Linked DNA regions of Salvelinus alpinus: region 1 is linked to region 2. A link is a contact called in public Hi-C data. All regions are on one chromosome and are shown on one strand. Each heading gives the region's core, a stretch centred on a gene start, on an enhancer-like site or on the middle of the called end of the contact. The rest is flanking DNA. Distances are from core to core; before and after follow the strand shown. Region 1 holds the start of LOC139546759 (UBX domain-containing protein 4-like). Region 2 holds the start of rab3gap1 (RAB3 GTPase activating protein subunit 1).

Region 1 (4,591 bases), core at 41-2,540, 200 kb before region 2:
CACGAGCCAGGTTGTGACAAAAACGTACACTCATCCTTATGTTTAATAAATGTATAGTGTGTGTGTGTGTGTGTGTAGAAGGCTTACAATGATGGCAAAAAACAACATTCGAGATTGCGCTAAGGGGTAAGCAGCTGGAGGTTGAATGTTTGAAGGAGTACGGAACTATAAAAAGTTTGGGAACCACTGATCTAGAATATGTCTGAAAGAGAAAGCTTGGTGAATAATCTAAAGGAAATCAAGCCTTAGGGACCACAAACACAACAGTCTAACTCTAGGGGTGATAAGAACCCTTTGGAGAAGAAGGATACAGATTTGGGAGAACTGTGTGCATGTCTCACTGCAAGAAAAGAAAAACATTAAACATAAAATGCATCACATTTGTTAGTATTTCCATTTTGATAGTGTTGTACAGAAATAGTGTACATCATATCCACACAAATGTAGGAGGATTCCATTATAAAGGCTACCTCTTGGAATCAACCTTGATTGCAACACAGCAGTTGTAGGAGGCCTCGGCCACTCTGTCGTCCTCCCAACTGGACATCATTTGTCCTGACACCTCATCGTCGCCTAGTAGAGAACAAGAACGTCAGATTCAGAAGTGGTGAATCACTCGTCCTACGACACTCAATGCCCAGTTCCTACAATACAAGTCTGTGGTGTTGGTGTAGCGGACTAAACTCCACTCCGTGGTGAAGGAAGGAGTTTAGTCCGCTAGTATTGGTGGTGACAGTCGCCATCCAGAATAATTGCGACTCGTTAGCTTGCCAGTCAGCCAGTTAAATTGTCAGCTAGCGATTACCACACTAACGTTAGTAGGAAGCTAGCCAGAGCTAACTATCTAAATCGCATTAACTAACGTTAGTTAGCTGCGATTTGACAGCTGTCATTCCTTTTCGTTTTGACAAGTTAGCATTGGCTACATCGACACTTCGAGTTTCATGTTGTTGACATGCATAGCTAGCTAAATAGCTGACTGACAATGACAGGGCTCGTTTGCTCTCCCGAGCTTGACACAGTTTTATTCGCTACTATGGCGAATCTTTCGACTGGTTAACGTTAGCTTTGCTAGCATACAAATCTGCGCTAGCAAAACAATACCTGTTATTACGACGACGAAGATGGAGCTCTGTTGTTTTGCGGAGATGATGGCTGCTGGAATAGAGCCTTCAAACCAAATCATTTTTATAAAATGTGTTGGCTTTTCCTGTTTAATCGTTTCAATCCTGTAAATGCCTAGAACGTTCAATCTCGTCACAGGAACTAACGGAGAATGATGGAAGTTGTAGTTCATAGATACGTATCATGCTTATGGGACTTGAAGTCCGTTCATTATGTCACCAAATTAACAGTAGATGGCGCTGTGGTACTGATGAAGTAATTGGTGCAGATAACTAACTCCCTCACGATGAACTCTGAGGGGGGACTGGATCTCGCTCAGTCCATTTGTACATAGTTAGTGACACGAGATCTGTCACCACAGGTACGATTTTGACGAAATTTTGGTGAATTATGCGTCTTGCCATAGAGATCCGGCATTTACAAAATTAAAGACTATATATTATAGTGACAAGATAGTCACATGACCACTATAACAATGGAAATAAAGTACTACAGTATGAGTCATAATACCAACCTAGAGGTCAAACAGGGAAATGGTTCCAATCGTATTCCACCATTCATTCTTCCCATAGGATCTCTTAAATACACTTAAAATAAGGGCTGTGTTTCGTGTAGGCTTACCCTGGCGTGACGTTTTGATAACTGTACATCTCTCTAGGACTTTTATCAATATATTCGCCTTTATTTATGCCACAAAAATGAAACGCTAATTAGCTGATAATGTGGCTATGCTAAAGAACTAAAAATTACATGATAATCTGGACAAGACTGCCGAATCGAGGCAAAGGTAAGAATCTCTGAAATTAACTAATGTTAGATAAATGTAGTAATGAATAAATTGGCTACATCTCTTTAAATTGGCAATTCTGTGAACTGTCTTGTGTAAGTTAAAAATGGACAAAATACCTGTTAGCAAAGGTGTCAATTAGAGATGATGCGCAGGAGCCTGCAGGGATTTGCATGATGTTTGTTTTGATGCTAATTAATATTTTCGAATCTGAGAGTAAATATAGCTGAATATATTGATGTCACCTTGTCCGACATTAATGTACATGGTTATCAAAACGTCACACCAGGGTAAGCCTACACGAAGCACAGCCCTTATTTTAAGTGTTTCTAAAAAACCCTATGGGTAGAATGAATGGTGGAAAAATTATTGGAACCATTTCCCTGTTTGACCGCTAGGTTTTATGGGTATTATGACACCTCCACTGAGGGGGTCTATACATGTCCTCAAAGATGGAAGGGAAGCGAGATCAGGTGGGACCATTCTAGCCCATGAGAGGGCAGATACGTGTGTGAACATGCCATAGAGATAGAGGACTCATTTTTGTATCTGTGCCATTATAGCGTCTGTAACACATGGGCAGTGCCATTAAGGCTATCTCCATTTTAAAGTAGTACATTTTTTTCTTCATTGGCTGATTGCTCCCAACTTGTAGAAATCCCCATCCAGTGGACTACTTTAAAATGGTGGAAGCCCTCAATGGCATTGTCCATTTGGATTTGAATCAAATGGACAATCAAATATGAGGTTAAAGTGCAGACTGTCAGCTACAATTTGAGGGTATTTCCATCCATATCGGGCGAACTGTTTAGAAATTACAGCACTTTTTGTACATAGTCCCCCACGTTTTAGGGGAGCAAAAGTATTGGGACAAATTCACTTATGTGTATTTAAGTATTCAAAAGATAGGTATTTGTTCCGGTAGCATGCAATGACTATATCAAGCTTGTGACTCAACAAATGTGTTGGATGCATTTGCTGTTTGTTTTGGTTGTGTTTCAGATTATTTTGTGTCCAATAGAAATGAATGGTAAATAATGTACTGTCATTTTGGGTTAAAAATCCAAACTTGGAGTATAGAGCCAAAAGAAGAACAAATGCTTCACTGTCCCAGTACGGAGGGCACTGTATATCAGTGGTGGGAAAAGTACCCAATTGTCATACTTGAGTAAAAGTAAAGATACCTAGAAATACTGTGACTCAAGTAAGAGAAAGTCCTCCAGTAAAATACTACTTGAATAAAAGTATAAAAGTATTTGGATTTAAATATACTTAATAAGTATCAAAAGTAAATGTAATTACAAAAATATACTTAAGTATCAAAAGTAAAAGTATAAATTATTTCAAAGTGCTTATAGTAAGCAAACCAGACAGCACCATTATATTGATATATATATATAACATATAGCCAGGGGCACACTACATGTAACAGTACTTTTGGGTGTCAGTGAAAATGTATGGAGTAAAAAGTACATTATTTTCTTTAGGAATGTTGTGAAGTAAAAGTTGTCAAAAATATCAACCGTAAAGTACAGATACTACTTAAGTACTTTACACCATTGTTGAATATGCAGCCCCTCATGAGCTACATGTTTCCCATAAGGACATAAACTACGCCCATTAGATGTTCAGCAAATTACTCGTTTTGTCCCGCACCAAACATATTATTTTTCGGTGACCATTTTTTGATTATTATATTTTTTTCACTGTCGGATCAAGCATTAATCGTATTTTATGGTCAATCTGGCTTCTGTATTGGCCCTACAGCATTTACGGAGATGCGTCCTTTGCAGAAGTCAGGTAAATCATACTTATTGCGACTCGTGGATGTATTTTCAGCATACCCCTATCTATCGTGGAGGAAATTGTCAAGGAAGGGATTTTCTGTTTATACAGGACGTATCGCCTCCACCTACGGTCAAACAATTTTCTCAATGCGGAGCTACATGTATATAGAGCCCTCCGCATCATTCGTGGGGGACGACATGTTTACTGTTGCCTTACTGTTGCCTAAAAAAACAAACGGGTGTGGTAGCTCACCAAACTCAACACAGAGATGTATTATGCAATGATTAATAGAACATTGCATTACTGTGCTAATAGATCAGCCTCCACTACATTACTTTGTAATGTCATATTAAGATAGTATGGGTTAAAATACGTGCACTATTTGTATTCTTACTTTATGGGGTTTTCACAAGGCAAATAGTCACAAAATGTCTGTCTTAGCATGTCAAACATCCCAGTGCTTTTCCTATAGATCATTTCCCCACACTCTAGAAGGCTCTGCATGGTTACTGTGATACAGTCTCTGCAGAAGTCAACGCATTCATACTTCTTGCAATTCGTGGAGCAGAGCAGCGCTGTTGTCAGGGAAGTGAGTTTGTGTTTATGCAGGACCTCCCGTCCCCACCTAGCGTCACCCACTCGTGTCAATGCGGAGCTATTGACAACAATTCACGAGCTTCGATTGCAGTCTGAGACCAATGTGTCCCAGGGGGGAGACTATACATTTTCACCACTAGTTTGCCTTCTCTATCAATAAGATGAGCATTTCAGTGACATGCATTTTGTTCTGGATGTTACATCAGGTTGATAAAGAAAAGCTTATTTGATAGTCACCGTGTCTTTATGATTTTCAAAACGACAGATGAGAATTCAATCTAATCTTGTTCTTCA
Region 2 (4,586 bases), core at 996-3,495:
GAGTTCATCCATATAGTCTCATCATATAGTTTCTGTGTTGGAATGGTGTGGGAATACCCTAACAGAATGGTGTGGGAATACCCTAACAGAATGGTGTGGGAATACCCTAACAGAATGGTGTGGGCATATACCGGTCATTACAAATATTAATTTGAGTAGTTGCTGATTGGCCAGCTCATCCTCCTCTAGACCACTGATTTGCCAGCTTATCCTCCTCAGAGGATGACATCATACTCTGTGAGGAAATAGCAAGACTTTTTAAATGGTCTGTTTGAGATACAGGTGGGGTTTTTGAAGTGTTTTTGTCCAATTTATGCTTTGGCCATAAATACACGTATAGGACGAGTCACCAACATTATTTGGGTATGAGTTTACAGAATAATTACTTTTAGAAGTGAAATTATCTGCAGCCAAGAAAGGGACCTCTAAAATTTTAGGTTGGAGACCGCATTATTGGTCACACCCACTACACTAAGTTTGCTACCACTGCTGAAATAACTCCTAGGGGAAACACTGAGTGACAATTCCTATGAGACAGATATGATAACAGGGATTATAAATAAAAGCCGCAGCGGCAATGTACCCTCCTCAGGTTCCTCCTTCCCCTCGCCCTCCTCAGACTCCTGCTTCAGGCAGTGGTGCGTTACGGAGAATTTAAAATCAGCAAAATTGATATCCTGGGTCTTCTCCTCCCAGGTACCACTGGTGTATTCACCCTGGATCAAGACGACAATCAGGGCATCCATGAATGAATTCAACAAGCTTACCAGATCGCTGCTTATTAATGCATGGTGCTTCTTACATAACATTAAGGTCTGATTGAATGAGGGTTTATTGTTACCTTCTCTGGTGGTTTGCTTGAATTGTTCCCAATCAACTTCCAGTCATTCAGAACCTCTTCTACTCTGGACACAAACCTAGCAAACAACATGGGGATCATAACATATACCAGCAGAAGTCAGAGAGCAGTGTTCACACAAGCAGGCGTGCACGCACGCACGCAAGCAAGCACGCACATACACAATCCCGAAATAAATGGCTCTGGGAAATACTGTTGATAAGGAACGCATTGGAGCAGGTAGCATTCTCCTGGCATCCGCCAAACCTAGATTCGTCCGTCGGACCGCCAGATGGTGAAGTGTGATTCATCACTCCAGAGAACGTGTTTCCACTGCTCCAGAGTCCAATGGTAGCGAGCTTTACACCACTCCAGCCGACGCTTGGCATTGAGCATGGTGATCTTAGGCTTGTGTGTGGCTGCTTGGCCATGGAAACTCAATTCATGAAGCTCCCGACTAACAGTTCTTGTGCTGACGTTGCTTCCAGAGGCAGTTTAGTGTTGCAACCGAGGACATACGATTTTTATGAGCTACGCTCTTCAGCGGTCCCGTTCTGTGAGATTGTGTGGCCTACCACTTCGTGGCTGAGCAATTGTTGCTCCTAGACATTTCCACTTCACAATAACAGCACTTACAGTTGACCGGGACAGCTCTAGGAGGGCAGAAATTTGATGAACTGACTTGTTGGAAAGGTGGCATCCTATAATGGAAAGTCCCTGAACTCTTCAGTACGGGCCATTCTACTGCCAATGTTTGTCTATGGAGATTGCATGGCGTAGGGCTCAATGTTATACACCTGTCAGCAAAGGGTGTGGCTGAAATAACAGAATCCACTAATTTCAAGTGTTTCCACACACCTTTGGCCATGTAGTGTATGTAGGGCTCTGCTGAGCTGTCAACATTGGTAAGAACGGTTGCTTTCTAGCCGATTGAGCAATGTGATTGACAGCAGGAGACGAGAACGTTGTCTGCCATATACTCAGCATAGTATGCTAGCTATATGGAACAGGCGAACTATATTTGGCCAGCCATAAATAGCTTCTAATCCAATTCTTCTATCTAGTCTGAGTCTGATGATGATTCACAACTAACGTTACTGTTGTTGTTGTTAGCTAAAGCTAATTTAGCTAGCCAGAGATCTCCAGTATCCACCTACCTCTCCCACTCCGACGCGGTGGTAAAATCAGTGATCTCGAAGACCTCCGACTCCGGCTGTAAAGGAAATAACGTTAACATCCAATATTTTCTAAACATTGTTAATATGATGCAATGTTTACTTTATAAACTGTACACCAGTACTGTACTCACGTCACTGTCAGCCGCCATCATGAATTCCTGTTTATGAATTTTGCTGTCCGTTGCATTATGGGATTCTTGTCGATGGAGTCTCTTCCGCAATTAAGCAATGACGTCACCGAATTTGACACATTTTACACCAAAAAAAAGCTTTTGACACAAGGCTCGTGCTTTGAACCACTCGTAATGAAAATTGACAATATTTACCTCCATTCGAATCCTTTGTTTTAAATTCCTTTATTTAATGCAGTTTAATTTGTTCATCTAGTAGTAACAGTAGTAGAAAAATATATCTTACTTTTACAACTTAGTCTTGAAATGAATATCAGTCTGCATATTGTCAAACACTCAAATCAGAAAAAATCTAATGTTATTTATCACATGCGCAGAATACAACAAGTGTAGCCCTTACAGTGAAATGCTTACTTACAAGCCCTTAACCAACAATGCAGATACTTACAAGCCCTTAACCAGTTTTTGCAGATACAATTATTGCTTTGATACATATTGTAATATATTTGTTATTAAAGGTGATATGATGGCATAATAATAAGCCTTATTGGAGACGTGAAATGCCTTCATGGACACATGTTGCCAGCAGATGGCAGCAAATAGTAACACATGTGACATTACACAAGGTATTTACCGAACACACAATGCCAGTTCCGTAAGTGCCCGTGACTCGTCAGTTCTTCCAATTTATTCGAACCGAGGTAAGCAATCTACACACTTAAAGAAAAAAATATTAACTGTGCTCAAAAGCTAATGATGATGTAAGGTAGGCAATGTCTTTTACTGGAATGTTCATTCGGGAATTTTACCAAAAGTGAAAGAGTGCTGTGTGTTTTTGGTGCATGGAAGTTGCTGCTAAAGAAGGTACTGTAACAAACTGGACTGCAATGTAATTAATGAAGTATAATAATGTTTCTGCATGCATAATAACACAATTTTATGTTCTTATTATTCTAGGTTCCACTGTAATTCAGAGGGAGATTACATCATTTCAAGCATGAAGTCAGTTGTCAGCATTTCTTCCTCAGTTAGGGCTGTGTGTCAGTATTCTCCTAACTATTTTATGACTAGTAGTCGGGGGTTAATACGTCACTCAGATTCACTTGGAAGAATATTGAAATCGGACGTTTCTTTTAAAGCCAGACTGGCACAACTATGTGTAAAAAGTAGTTTAGGCTGCTTCCATAACACACGTGAGATGGGGGCGGTGGCGCAACAGTTAAGTAACCTCCCATTTGCAGAAGAGAAAGACTACGAATTAAGGGTTCACCTGGAGAAAGACATTTTGCCCAAAACAGCTGGACAGCCTTCCATTGACACCCAATTAGGAACCAGTGCTTCACCAACAAAACTAGGGCACTTAAAAGTGGAGCCACTTTCTGTCAAATCCCTTTTTGAGGTTGAGGTTTTACCTGAGTTGTTAACACGTTTGAAAGAAGCTTCCAGCAATGAGAGAACTGAGGGTCTGGCAACCTTACTGGGAGTATGTGTTGAGTTTGGTGTGGACTATCAAAGTTCAATTGTCTCCAGATTGAAAGAGGAGTGGAGGACACACCTCTCCAAAACAGACATTGGGGTCATTCACCTGTGCCACCTTGGAGAAGTAGCCTATAATCTGGAGGGGAAGAGGTCAGAGATTGTCGAGCAGGTTCTCGACTCCGTGAGCATCAGCATTGATGAGGGTGAGGCTCTCACCCAAAATGAAACCGCTCGTGTGTACTCCTTCCTTGCACTACTCGAGGACCCACACCGTTGCCAAGATCTCATGTCAAGACTGCACAGACACACAGAGAAATTGACACACAGACTACAAGCCATCAACATCAGTGACATCTTCCACTCCCTGGTGGCATTACAACAGAGGCAGGCCATTGCACTGATTGTGAAGCTGAGCAGACGGGCCTCTAGGGTATTCAGATCGTTCCAAGATGAAGAGCTCATCAAAGTTCTAGCTGCCTTAATGCATTTCGGTCAGCATGATGAAGACTTCATAACAGCCATGGAAAAGCACCTGCCAGGCAAAATAGTTGACGCAGACCCCGAACTCACAAGCGTGGTGATGGAGTTTTGCCTTCAGATGAGGTGTCGCTCAGAGCCCATATTCGAAGCTGTGGCTGAGAGCTTTATTTGCAACTCAGAGAAGTATACCACATCCCAGATAGCCCGGCAGATCATTGCCATGGGGAGACTGAGCTACCTGCCCCAGTGCTCCAGTCAGATGTTTAAGAAGCTGGAGAGTGTCCTGTCCTCTCGCTTCTCTCAGTTCCAGCCCAGGGCTCTGATTGAGGTGCTCCACTCCTGTATTCACCTGGAGAGGTTTCCACTCAACTTTGTGTCCAAAGTCTTCAGCCCCTACTTCCTACAGAGGTTGCAAGGTAGGCTAGTCAGTTTCTGTCTGTGTGTGTGTAAAAAAAAAGTGAGAGCAAAAGTAAAAGGGCT

The links. Hi-C and Micro-C count contacts between places; a contact is called where the count stands out from the background.
Region 1: a contact with region 2 is called in a Hi-C map of red muscle, with 7 times the contacts expected there. The contact joins the promoter of LOC139546759 here to the promoter of rab3gap1 in region 2. A contact is called at or near these places in 2 of 3 Hi-C or Micro-C datasets (muscle and red muscle).

What each region holds. Positions count from the first base shown.
Region 1 is chr20:35,911,815-35,916,405 of SLU_Salpinus.1, reverse strand. It overlaps LOC139546759 (UBX domain-containing protein 4-like), which reads right to left and starts at 1,290. Exons shown (of 13, transcript XM_071355512.1): 1 at 1,105-1,290; 2 at 471-573; 3 at 312-340. The coding sequence starts at 1,186.
Region 2 is chr20:35,708,771-35,713,356 of SLU_Salpinus.1, reverse strand. It overlaps rab3gap1 (RAB3 GTPase activating protein subunit 1), which reads right to left and starts at 2,245. Exons shown (of 24, transcript XM_071355499.1): 1 at 2,148-2,245; 2 at 1,996-2,051; 3 at 842-917; 4 at 584-716. The coding sequence starts at 2,168. LOC139546753 (FAST kinase domain-containing protein 3, mitochondrial-like) reads left to right here and starts at 2,760. Exons shown (of 6, transcript XM_071355498.1): 1 at 2,760-2,848; 2 at 3,105-4,522. The coding sequence starts at 3,145.